Regions from separate parts of the Danio rerio genome. Here region 1 is linked to region 2. A link is a contact called in public Hi-C data. All regions are on one chromosome and are shown on one strand. Each heading gives the region's core, a stretch centred on a gene start, on an enhancer-like site or on the middle of the called end of the contact. The rest is flanking DNA. Distances are from core to core; before and after follow the strand shown.

Evidence for each region. Hi-C and Micro-C count contacts between places; a contact is called where the count stands out from the background.
Region 1: a contact with region 2 is called in a Hi-C map of embryo, with 2.1 times the contacts expected there. The contact joins the enhancer-like site here to the promoter of hhla2a.2 in region 2. A contact is called at or near these places in 7 of 18 Hi-C or Micro-C datasets (caudal fin, embryo, fibroblasts and 2 more).

Annotation. Positions count from the first base shown.
Region 1 is chr10:40,555,103-40,561,109 of GRCz12tu, forward strand. The region is part of intron 3 of LOC141376431 (a long non-coding RNA gene); the gene reads right to left. Among named protein-coding and RNA genes, the nearest start is that of zdhhc20a, 13 kb to the right of the region's middle. Within about 2 kb of position 3,824, at least 24 of the 62 cell types and tissues checked have an H3K27ac peak or open chromatin away from gene starts, as enhancers often do.
Region 2 is chr10:40,459,695-40,465,004 of GRCz12tu, forward strand. hhla2a.2 (HERV-H LTR-associating 2a, tandem duplicate 2) reads left to right here and starts at 3,471. Exons shown (of 5, transcript NR_137296.1): 1 at 3,471-3,531.

The DNA of each region.
Region 1 (6,007 bases), core at 2,574-5,073, 96 kb after region 2:
ACTGTCCTTTAATGCAGTCTCACACAACGTTCAAGTGCAGGCGGAAAGAAAAATCCACAGAGTTAGATCCATATGCCTCATGGTTTTTCTTTCCATGAAATGTTACACACACATTTGTTACAGCTGACAGGCACTGTGTGACTTAACACAGTGTTTACAAAAACAGCAAACAAAAAAAAGGACATCGGGAGAGGAGTGAGATGGCTTGTCTGGTTGAAAAAGTAGGGCATGCGTTCTGCTACATACATTCAGAAGAGACTGTGAATATCCTGTCTTGGCATGAACTGTACAGGTAAGATATTCTGTTTGTTTGCATACAACACGTGGGAGCTCCAAGAAGACTAACATTGATCCACAAAGTTCACTTGAAAAGGAAAAAAACGTTGGAAAACGGACAAAAAAAAGAATCTACAAAAAGAAGGCCAAGGCTACAAAGATTCCTCCATTGCTCTGTAACAAAACCTTTTTTTTTTCTGTGTGGCAGGCTGGGAAGATAAGAAAAAAGCACCTTGTGATGATACTTGGCCCCTGTGGTGTTTTTAGACCTGGGTGAAAACCAGAAGACTCGATGATGGATTGCTTGCTTCTTCTCTGAGGCTTTTAATTACCACAAAAGACCATTATAAAGCACTACAGTGCCGGAGATAATGGACGGATACATTTCTTGTATCTTCAGAGAAGGTCTACATGGCTCAGGATTCCAGGTGAGGGCTCTTGTGCTTTAGTGCCTGCCATTTAATTTCCATGTTTGGTTGCCATGGGGATCATTTAGACAGGGTCTTTGTGTGTGTGTGTGTGTGTGCGCCTGGGCACACAGAATTGAATCCACAGCGTCAGATTGTTCAAGAGTGATATGAAGACAGAAAAAAAACACTGGTGTGATTGACACCCAGTGTGTAAGTTGGTTTAAATAATAAAAACAATCCAGTTGTTCCTGCAAAAAGGCTCAAACCAGGCACAGTGATGCCTGATTGGATATTAAAAAGTAGATCTTGAAGAAAGCCGCCAGTGGAATGTGTCAAGGTTTTGTCATAGAATTTGACTATCAGTTATTTTCGGGGGATGGCAGCTGTAGCTGCTGGTGCAGGCTTATTGCTGGTCTTACGAACGGGCATTTTGGAGACAGGTATCTTGGAACGTGCTTCTCCCCTCCCCTGCACAGAATGGTAGGTTGCAGTAGATCCGTGTTTGACTGGGATCTTAGACTCCCGGGATGAGCTTGTGGCACCAGAACGTGCTGGACCAAGTTTGCCATCCATAATATCCTCTTGGCTGTGGGAGAGAGTTGGAGTGACAGCCCCTGATTCTGTGGAGACATCGCTGAGGGCCTCTTTGCTGCTGCTTTCACGTGAGAGAGTAAATGGGCTGTCCTCTTCATGCACTGGTGTTGGTAGATTCGAGTGGTCCTCATCTCCATTGGGCTGGGAATCTCGATGATGCACTTTAGGTCTGCCTCCACCGCTAACAGGGATCTTACTCAGAGTTGTGGGCTTCACTGCAGGACCCCTTTTCACTGCCTCCCTCAAATCCATGCTGCCGTCATCTTCTCTTTTCGAAGAAATGAAGGATGGGGTAGTACCCGAAGGCGACTTCAAGACAGGAATGTGTGGTGCGGAGGCACCTGTGGGTGATTTCATGGTACTAAGTGCAGACATGGTTACAGATTGTGATGAGGCAAGAGTGGATGGAGGTTTAGCAACAGGAACCGTTGATTCAGAAATGGAGACTTTCCTTACAGATGTTGTGCTAGTTTGGGTGCAAGATTTTGGAGTCTGCACTGTTGGTTGTTTTGTCTCAGCCTTGGCTATAGGAGCAGTGTTACGGCTTGTCGATAATCCAAATGTCGTCACATATTTTGGTCTTGGTGTTGGTGCTGGGGCTGGTGCTGGTTTTCCAAATGGTGGTGGAAAAGGGGTGTATTTGGTTGCAGAGGTAGCTTGTTTGGATTCATGGGTAATGCTTGGAGTTGATTTTGATGCAGGGGTTGGGGCTTGGGTAGGTTTAGCCGCAGGGGTCTGGGTAGGTTCAGTTTTGGTAACAGCAGCAGTTTCAGGGGTAGGAATGATTGGTGGTGGGGAGGTTTCAGATGTAGGTATGAAGATGGATGTAGAAATGGGTGTAGGTTCAGTTTTGGGGGCAGTTATGTCACTAGATATTGTGTAAGGTTTAATTTCAGGGCTAGATTTAGGAGATGGGGCTGGTTGAGCTGGGGAAGTTATAGGTTTGGATTTAGGGCTTGGTATAGGCTGTGAAATGGAGGCAGATGCAGGGGTTGGGGTAGGTTTAATAATCTGAGGAGTTGTTGTAGCTTGAAGGGTTGGGGTAGGTTTGGTTATGGGCATAGTTGATGGCACAGGTGTGGGTTTGGAGAGAGGGCTGGATGTTGGGGTTGAGAGAATAGGGCCAGTAGGCATAGACGGTGACATCTGGGTCACCGAAGAGGAGGCTGAGGTACCTGCAGGTTTTGTCAAAGGGCTAGGGATAGGTTTGGTTGTTGAAGGTGAAGGGGTGGGTTTGGCTGCTGATGTAGGAGAAGGTTTGGAGGAGATTGTTGGGCTGAGAGTAGATGTTGGAGAAGGGCTAGGTTTTGATCTGGTAGAAGTTGCAGAAGATGACGTCTTCTCAGAACTATCCACTTTTAGTGTGCTAGGTGCTCCCTCCATTCGATTGCTAGCTTTGGCCCATTCTGCCTCAACATCTGCTACAATATCTCCACATGGTGTCAGTGAATCGAAGCTCAAAATTGATGAGATATCTCCAAGCAGTGTGCTCAAGCGTTCATTTGTTGGGGCTTTGGTTGTCCCGCTCACCTTTGCAGAGTCCTCAGATGATGTTGGGCCCTCTTGTGGTGTAGAGAGCTGATGTTTCTCCTCTGTCTCCTCTACAGAGCGAGGCGGAGGCCCTGGTGTCAATGTGAGACTCTCTTTTATAATCTCAACACTGTTGGAACGGGAAGCAAGAAGGGGAGGTCCTGGTTGAACCTCCTCTTCATCCTCTTTCTCCTTTCCACGCCAGCGTACGGTTCCAAATAATCCCTTCAGACCCTTCCGTTGCCGCCCGGGCCTTTGAGACTCAGTCTGAGCCTGCCGTTCTCCTGTCATTCCCCTCCGACCTTTGCGTAGCATATTAAGGAAACTCAGAGATTTAGCAGAGGTAAGGGAGGAGATGGACTGCCTCGTGGGGGTTGTTTGTGAATTCATGTCCCCGCTGATGAACTCCTCCATTGGAGCATCCTCCTGTTGACTCTCGTCCTCCTGGTCAAGATCCACCTGCTCTGCCACTGCTTCAGGGGCCGTCGGCTCATTTAATCCATCCTGGGTTTTGCTCCTTGACGGTGGTGATTTAGGGCCTCCATCTCCTTTCCCTCGCATGGAGAAGATGCTAGCGACACTGCTTCCAGGCTTCCTCTTGCCGAACAGTTTTAAGGCTTTTCTGATTTTACCTGGAGGCTGAGGGTCACATGGCGGTGGTTCACAGCTCTCCGACTGTGCATCCATATTCCAGCTCCACTGCAGCGTATCTTCACCTTGGTCTCGACGTCTCTGTCTACTCTTACACCTTCTCTATCTAAAACCGCGCGCTCAGATGAATGAAACACGACTCTAATCAGAATAAATAAATAAATTACCTCTTCCCTTTTATTTTTCTGTGCTAGAAATGTGCATCTATCTCCGTTTCCACTCTCGTTCCCTCCCTCTGTCTATTGCTCTTTTTTTTAAGCGCTCCCTCTTTCTCTCTCTGCTTCTGTTCCTCCCTCCCAAGCCTCCGCCCTCCCTCTCCCTCTCTCTCTGCTCCTCTCCTCTGGCTGCTCCAGCCGGTCGCCATGGCAACTGAGGGTCTTAGCAGCTTTCGTCAGCAATGGAGCGGAGCCAGGGGCTGTCATCATCCTACCCTCTTTCCTTCTTTCTCTCTTTCGCTTTCTCCTAGTCCACTCCCTCTTTTCATCCAAATAAGTGTTCCCATCTCTCCCATCCCGGTTAGTCATCCAGATTTACCCTTCCTATTTGTGACTGTTCTCTTTCTATCAGCATCAGTGCTGCATATGGGACAAAGCACAACATTGGGAGCAACTGGCTTTGTGCACTGCATCCCTGCTGTGATAGATTTACAAAACAAGCTGCTCAAAATATCAATCTGATCGAAATATGTTACCACTCCACGCCTGTGTATTGAATTTACCTACATCAGAGGGAGGACATATTGAAAGGGTGTTGAAATTTTCTAATGAATCAATCTGTGACTGCTGTCAAAGCTTAAACAGTTCCCCATTATTTATCCCACTTTCTCAATCCCTTGTTGTCTTTCTCCAACAACCTTCCTTCTCTCCTTCTGCCCCTCCCACTCAACCACCCACAATCTCTCTCTCCCACACACACACACACACACACACGATTCCCAAAGGACATTAGTACATGCTTTACATTATGTGTTTATCGCCCCTCCTTTTGCTCCATTGTCACATGCATTCCTCTGGGGATTTGTTGACTTGAGGATTTCAGTCATTTTCAGACATTAGGAGTGCTCCTATCATCATGAAACTAATCGCACACACATCTTCATCTCTGCATCAGTGCCTTTGCTGTTTCATGATCTCCCACAGTAACACTCTTTCTCTGTTTTCATTTACTTGAGAGATTACACACCACACCCATCTCGCTTCTAATGCACATCCACTCTACTTTTGGACTATTCTTGCTTATGCTGGGTTCAGGCTGCTTGATTTTAGCACCAATTTTGACTCACCGACAGATTGAAAAATCGCATACAAATTCCTGAACTCACAGGCAATTCGATGCTTGTTCACGTGAGTAACAGTCACACATCAAAGACGCGATCTGAGAGAATCGCAGATGAGTCGCTGACGCCCATGAGATATTCGGCATGCTAAATATCTGGAGTTGTTGGCATTTCACAAATCCTGCCGTGTGAAATGTGTTCTGATTGAAAATAACATCAGCAGTTACCTACAGCCAATCAGAGAGCAGCATCCACTAGTATGAGTACCTACATGCCAACGGTAGGTTGGCGCAGAAGTTAAAAGGGGTTCTTTTCGGTCTATTTGGACACAAGAAATGGAGGAAAAACTAATGGAAATTTGTGTTCACTCGTGTCTGTTAGATGTGTCATCTTAGTAATATCACAACTGGGTTGAAAAAGAAAAAACTTGGAGAGAAATTGCTAATTCCCTTCAAAACCCAGCAAAATAAGTGAATTTTCAACCCCACTAAAGGCTTCTTTCTCATTATGTAGTTAATAAAAAAAGATATGATATGTGACCTCACGATGTTTCCGTTTAACTTCTCACATGTGTTTGGTTGTGAGATGTAGTTTGCGGACTGAAACAAAGTTGTCAGCGATTCTTTCTATTGTAAAGTCATGCAGTGTGAAACCTGTTGACGCCGATCCATCCTACAGTAAAAACACAGCACTGACAGACTGCAACCCCAGATACTCATGCAGTGTGAAAACATCTGTGACGCGACTACTTTAAAACTCATGTGGTCTGAACTCAGCATCACTCTCTAGTTTGCTATTCAGGGGTGCATTTCCCAAACAACAATGTAACTCCCGACTGAACTATCATAGTACGATGCATCATTTAGGAAAAGAACATAAGTGACGAGTGTTCCCCAAAACCCGAAGCTTCTGTCGCAGATCCATCATTCGAACCACGTTAGTTTGACTGTAAAGTGCCCATAATGGTGCTCCAAACAGGGTGGAGTAACAACTTCTTTATAGAGGAACCCCATAATTTGTTTGTACAAATTATATTGTTTTACGCACACACACATAAAAAAAATCCAATATTAGTTTTGGTAAAAACATGCACTGGCTTACCATATTAATTGAATTATATGTAAATGGCATATATAGGGTCTGTGTTTCCTTTACAAATATGATTGAGAACATGAATATTCTATTCTAAAACCTAAAATTACTTACAAAAGCTAACACCTATTCCAATCTCATATATAAATCATAGAAATAAATAAATAATGAGGCTATT
Region 2 (5,310 bases), core at 2,221-4,720:
TCACTGAACTCCTTTAACAAAACATGGAGTCCCATACTGTCTGTCTTTGAGAACCTTAACATTTCAGGACCTGCTGACTAGAATTTTGAAATGGAGAAAGAGGGACTTTTAGTGTTTACATTTTCTTCTTCTGTATTTACCCATATATTTATTTTTTTTATTTATTTTTTCGGTTGGTTTATTATTTATTTATCTTGTGTTTACTTATTGAAGGCCTCAGAAAATAGGGAGGGTTAGGAGATGGGAGGGATGGTGCATAGAAGAGGATAGAAAAGTTTGATTTAAGAGTTCTACAGTTTTTTTGATTTTGTTGCTGTATCTCTTTGCTGATAGGACTTCTATTTTTCATATATATTTATAAATTTGCATATTACCTGGAAAAAAATGCAATATATGTGTAATATAAATGCAAAATATTGAAAATAAAAGCATAATTAGGCCAGTTAGGGTAAATGGGTAAATCATTGTATAACAGTGGTCTGTTCTGTTGGCCAGCAGTTCTCAAATTATTTTCATCAAGTACCACCTCAGAAAAAAATTGTCTCTCCAAGTACCACCGAAATGACCAGTATTGAAATACAGTAGCGTAGGCCCAATAAAGCAGCTAAAGCTCTGCACAGTTAAAAAACAAGGCAGATTAGTTCCTATTATTAAGAATATTTATTATTGTCAGCCACTTTAAACATTATAAATAGTTTGAACATTAACAATGTGCTTTGCTTACAGGTAAAAAACAAACAATCAAACAAAATAAAATGTAAACATTTACATTGAAATGTGCTTTTAAAAGTTAATTAAAAATAGTAGGCTCCTGTACTTAAATGTAAAGTATTAACATATAGTAGCCTATTTATTAAAACCTGGAAATGTTGCTTGGACCTCGTAAATATAGGCTATATGTCATCATATTCAAATATAAATCATTTTTAATCAATTTTAAAATATTTGTAGCATGTACATATGACATATTTGATTCCTCTGCGTACCACTAGAAAGAAGCCCACGTACCACTAGTGGTACACTTACCACAGTTTGAGAACCTCTGCTGTAGACAATCAGAAGAAAATATTGCTTAATAATATTGACCTTAAAAAATTTAAAACTGCTTTTATTCTAGCCGAAATAAAACAAAGACTTTCTCCTGAAGAAAATATGTTATAGGAAATACTGTGAAAAATTCCTTGCTCTGTTAAACATCATTTGGGAAATGTGAAAAAGAATAAATATTTCACAGGAGGGCTAATAAGTTGTACTTCAACTGTAGATGGAGCATGCTCTGTTCTCTGTTCTCTAGATGCCCACGTGACGTGTCTTTTCCTGGAGGACTGTGTTCTGCCCTGCAGCTTCAGGCCCACCGGAGCTGTGGTGATCCACTGGTACAAGCAGCAGATCCCCGTCCACAGCTACTACTACAAAAAAGACCAGTACAGCCTGCAGAACAAGCACTTCAGCGGCCGCACCAGCCTGTTTAACTGGCACATCGCGCAGGGAAACGCCTCGCTGGTGCTCCGTAAGGTCAAAGTGCAGGATCAAGGCAGGTATAAGTGCTACACCAGCATCAGGAAGATCAACCAGGAGACCTTCGTTAACCTGGGTGTCAAAGGTCAGTCGTAGGCTCATGGGTGGATTAGTGTTTTTGATCATCTAATGTGAGTGTGATTTAGGAGGCAATTTACACTACCTGACAAAAGTCTTGTTGTCGATCCCAGTTGTAAGAGCAGCAAATAATAACTTGACTTCTAGTTGATCATTTGGAAAAGAGGCAGAAGGAAGATTTTTCTGATGAATCATCTGTTGAACTGCATCCCAATCATCACAAATACTGCAGAAGACCTATTTGAACCTGCATGGACTCAAGATTCACAGAGAAATCAGTCAAGTTTGGTGAAGGAAAAATCATGGTTTGGGATTACATTCAGTATGGGGGCATGCGAGAGATCTGCAGAGTGGATGGCAACATCAACATCAGGACATTTGTGCTGCCCATTACATTACAAACCACAGGAGAGGGCAAATTCTTCAGCAGGATAGCGCTCCTTCTCATACTTCAGCATCCACATCAAAATTCCTAAAAGCAAAAAGGTCAAGGTGCTCCAGGATTGGCCAGCCCAGTCACCAGACATGAACATTATTGAGCATGTCTGGGGTAAGATGGAGGAGGCATTAAAGATAAATCCAAAGAATCTTGATGAACTCTGGGAGTCCTGCAAGAACGCTTTCTTTACCATTCCAGAAGACTTTATTAATGAGTTATTTGAGTCATTGCAGAGATGAATGGATGTAGTCCTCCAAGCTCATGGGAGTCAGACACAATAATCATTTTTTTCCCACTGCACCATGACTTTATATTCCATACTGTCTAATCTAGAGGCCTTTGCCCTTCATGTAAGCTACTTCTGATACCAAATGATCAACTAGAAGTCAAGTTATTAATTGTTATTGCTAAAACTTGGATAGGCGACAAGACTTTTGTCAGTTAGTGTGTTATGAAGGGGCCACAAGAGGGCGCTAGAGGCTCTGTAAAAAAATATGAATAATATAAGACAAATTACGGACTAAATCAAAAGTTCTTACCAATAAACTTTGGTCAAATAAATAAATACAATCAATTAATCACAAATAATTTGTAAGACTTTACTTCAGTAAGTGTTTGTAATTGTATTATTTTGTTTAGTTTGCTTTTGTCATATCTTTGTGGGACCCCCTTGAAAATGCATCTCAAGGATTTATCCTTTGAATAAATTAAAATTGAATTGTATTTATTGCATTATTTTTTCTACTTTTATAATATATTTTATGTTCCTTTTTGTTGCTTTGTTTACTGGTTTTAAGCACTTTGTTTGAACAATATTAAATGATAGATAAATATTTTTCACACATTAAAAAAACGTGACTTATGACATTTTCGTCACTTCATTTGTACACATTTTTACCCAGGTTTACTGGTTTTAATTAATTTTTTTATTATTTTGGTCAGAAATAAAAATAACTAAACTGAAAATCACTAAAGATTGACTGAGAAAAAATATTAATTTACTATAAATAAAACTTTTGTTTGTATATTTTTCATATATTTATTTTATTTAAGACATTGAAACATTGAAAAATGTTACCAATTGCATAGAATAAATACATATTTTACAGCTATTTTACTTTTTTTTTTTATTTAATGGCATGATACCTGTCTTTATACTTCATGAAGCTGATGGCATTAAAACAGAGTATTTAAAAACCTGTTTCATCTGTTACATGCAGCTTTGATCCAGTCAGTGAAGCTGGAGCTGGTGGAGGAAAGGCTCACCTGTCTGTCCCAGAACATCTATCCTGCTCCTGAGCTCACGTGGGCCACTGATCCCCCCACTGACACCAGAAACTTCCAGAACTACACCCGCAAAACTTCAGACTCCAAGGGCCTGTTTAGCGTGGAGAGCTCCATCAGCGTGATTGGGAACGTCTCTGAGTATGTCTACTTCTGCTCGGTGGAGTCAGCGGACAGACTGCAGGTGTGGACGGCTTCACTGCATCAGCAAGGTAAACACTACTACACACTGTGTCTGTTCAAATTTTAGTGGTTAATACTCTTCTGAGCTTAATTTGAACAGCTCTAGGCTAGCTTTAAACAGCAGAGGATGCTCTAGGCTAGTTTTGAACAACAGCAGATGGTGCACTAGGCTAGTTTATGACAGCAGATGGCGCACTAGGCTAGTTTTGAACAGCAGATGTCACTCAAGGGTAGTTTTGAACAGCAGATGGCGCACTAGGCTAGTTTTGAACAGCAGAAGGTGAAATAGACTAGTTTTAAACAACAGCAGATGGCACTCTAGGCTAGTTTTAAACAGCAGTTGGCAGACTATGCTAGTTTTGAACAGCAGATGGTGCTCTAGGCTATTTTTGAACAGCAGATGGCGCTCTAGGCTAGTTTTTAACAGCAGAAGGTGCTCTAGACTAGTTTTTTTACAGGAGATTGTGCTCTAGACTAGTTTGAACAGCAGATGTCGCTCTAGGCTAGTTTTGAAAAGCAGCGAATGTCGCTCTAGGCTAGTTTTGAACAGCAGATGTCACTCAAGGCTAGTTTTGAACAGCAGACAGCGCTCTATGCTAGTTTTGAACAACAGCAGATGGTGCACTAGGCTAGTTTATGACAGCAGATGGCGCACTAGGCTAGTTTTGAACAGTAGATGTCACTCAAGGGTAGTTTTGAACAGCAGATGTCACTCAAGGGTTGTTTTGAACAGCAGATGGCGCAGTAGGCTAGTTTTGAACAGCAGAAGGTGAACTAGACTAGTTTTAAACAACAGCAGATGGCACTTTGGGCTTGTTTTTACAGCAGATGGCACTCTAGGCTAGTTTTAAACAGCAGTTGGCGGACTATGCTAGTTTTGAACAGCAGATGGTGCTCTAGGCTATTTTTGAACAGCAGATGGTGCTCTAGGCTAGTTTTTAACAGCAGACGGTGCTCTAGACTAGTTTTTTTTTACAGGAGATTGTGCTCTAGACTAGTTTGAACAGCAGATGTCGCTCAAGGCTAGTTTTGAAAAGCAGCGGATGTCGCTCTCGGCTAGTTTTGAAAAGCAGCGGATGTCGCTCTAGGCTAGTTTTGAACAGCAGATGTCACTCAAGGCTAGTTTTGAACAGCAGACAGCGCTCTATGCTAGTTTTGAACTGCGGATTTCACTCTAAGCTTAGTTTTTAACAACAGATGGTGCTCTAGGCTTATTTTATAACATTATGCTCAATTAAAACACTGTACACTAAACTAATTTTGAATAGCAGACAACAATAAAATAAATGCTACTAAATCTGCAGCAAATCTTGCAAAAACTTGCAAAAAAGTTTTGAACAGCAGATAGCGCACTAGGCTAGTTTTGAACAGCAGAAGGTGCTCTAGGCTAGTTTTGAAGAGCAAAAGGTGCTCTAGGCTAGTTTTGAACAGCAGAAGATGCTCCAGGCTAGTTTTGAAGAGCAGAAGGTGCTCTGGGCTAGTTTTGAACAGCAGAAGGTGGTCTGGGCTAGTTTTGAACAGCAGTTGGCTCTCTAGGCTTAGTTTTTAACAAAAGATAGTGCTCTAGACACAGGTGTCAAACTCAGTTCCAAAAGGGCCGCAGCTCTGCAGTTTAGTTCCAACCCTAATTAAACACACCTGATGAAACTAATTGAGTCCATCAGGCTTGTTTGAAACCTACAGGTAAGTGTGTTGGAGCAGGGTTGGAACTAAACTGTGCAGGGCTTCAGCCCTCCAGGAATGAGTTTGACACCCCTGCTCTCGACTTATTTTATAACAATAGGCTCAATTGAAACAATGTACACTAA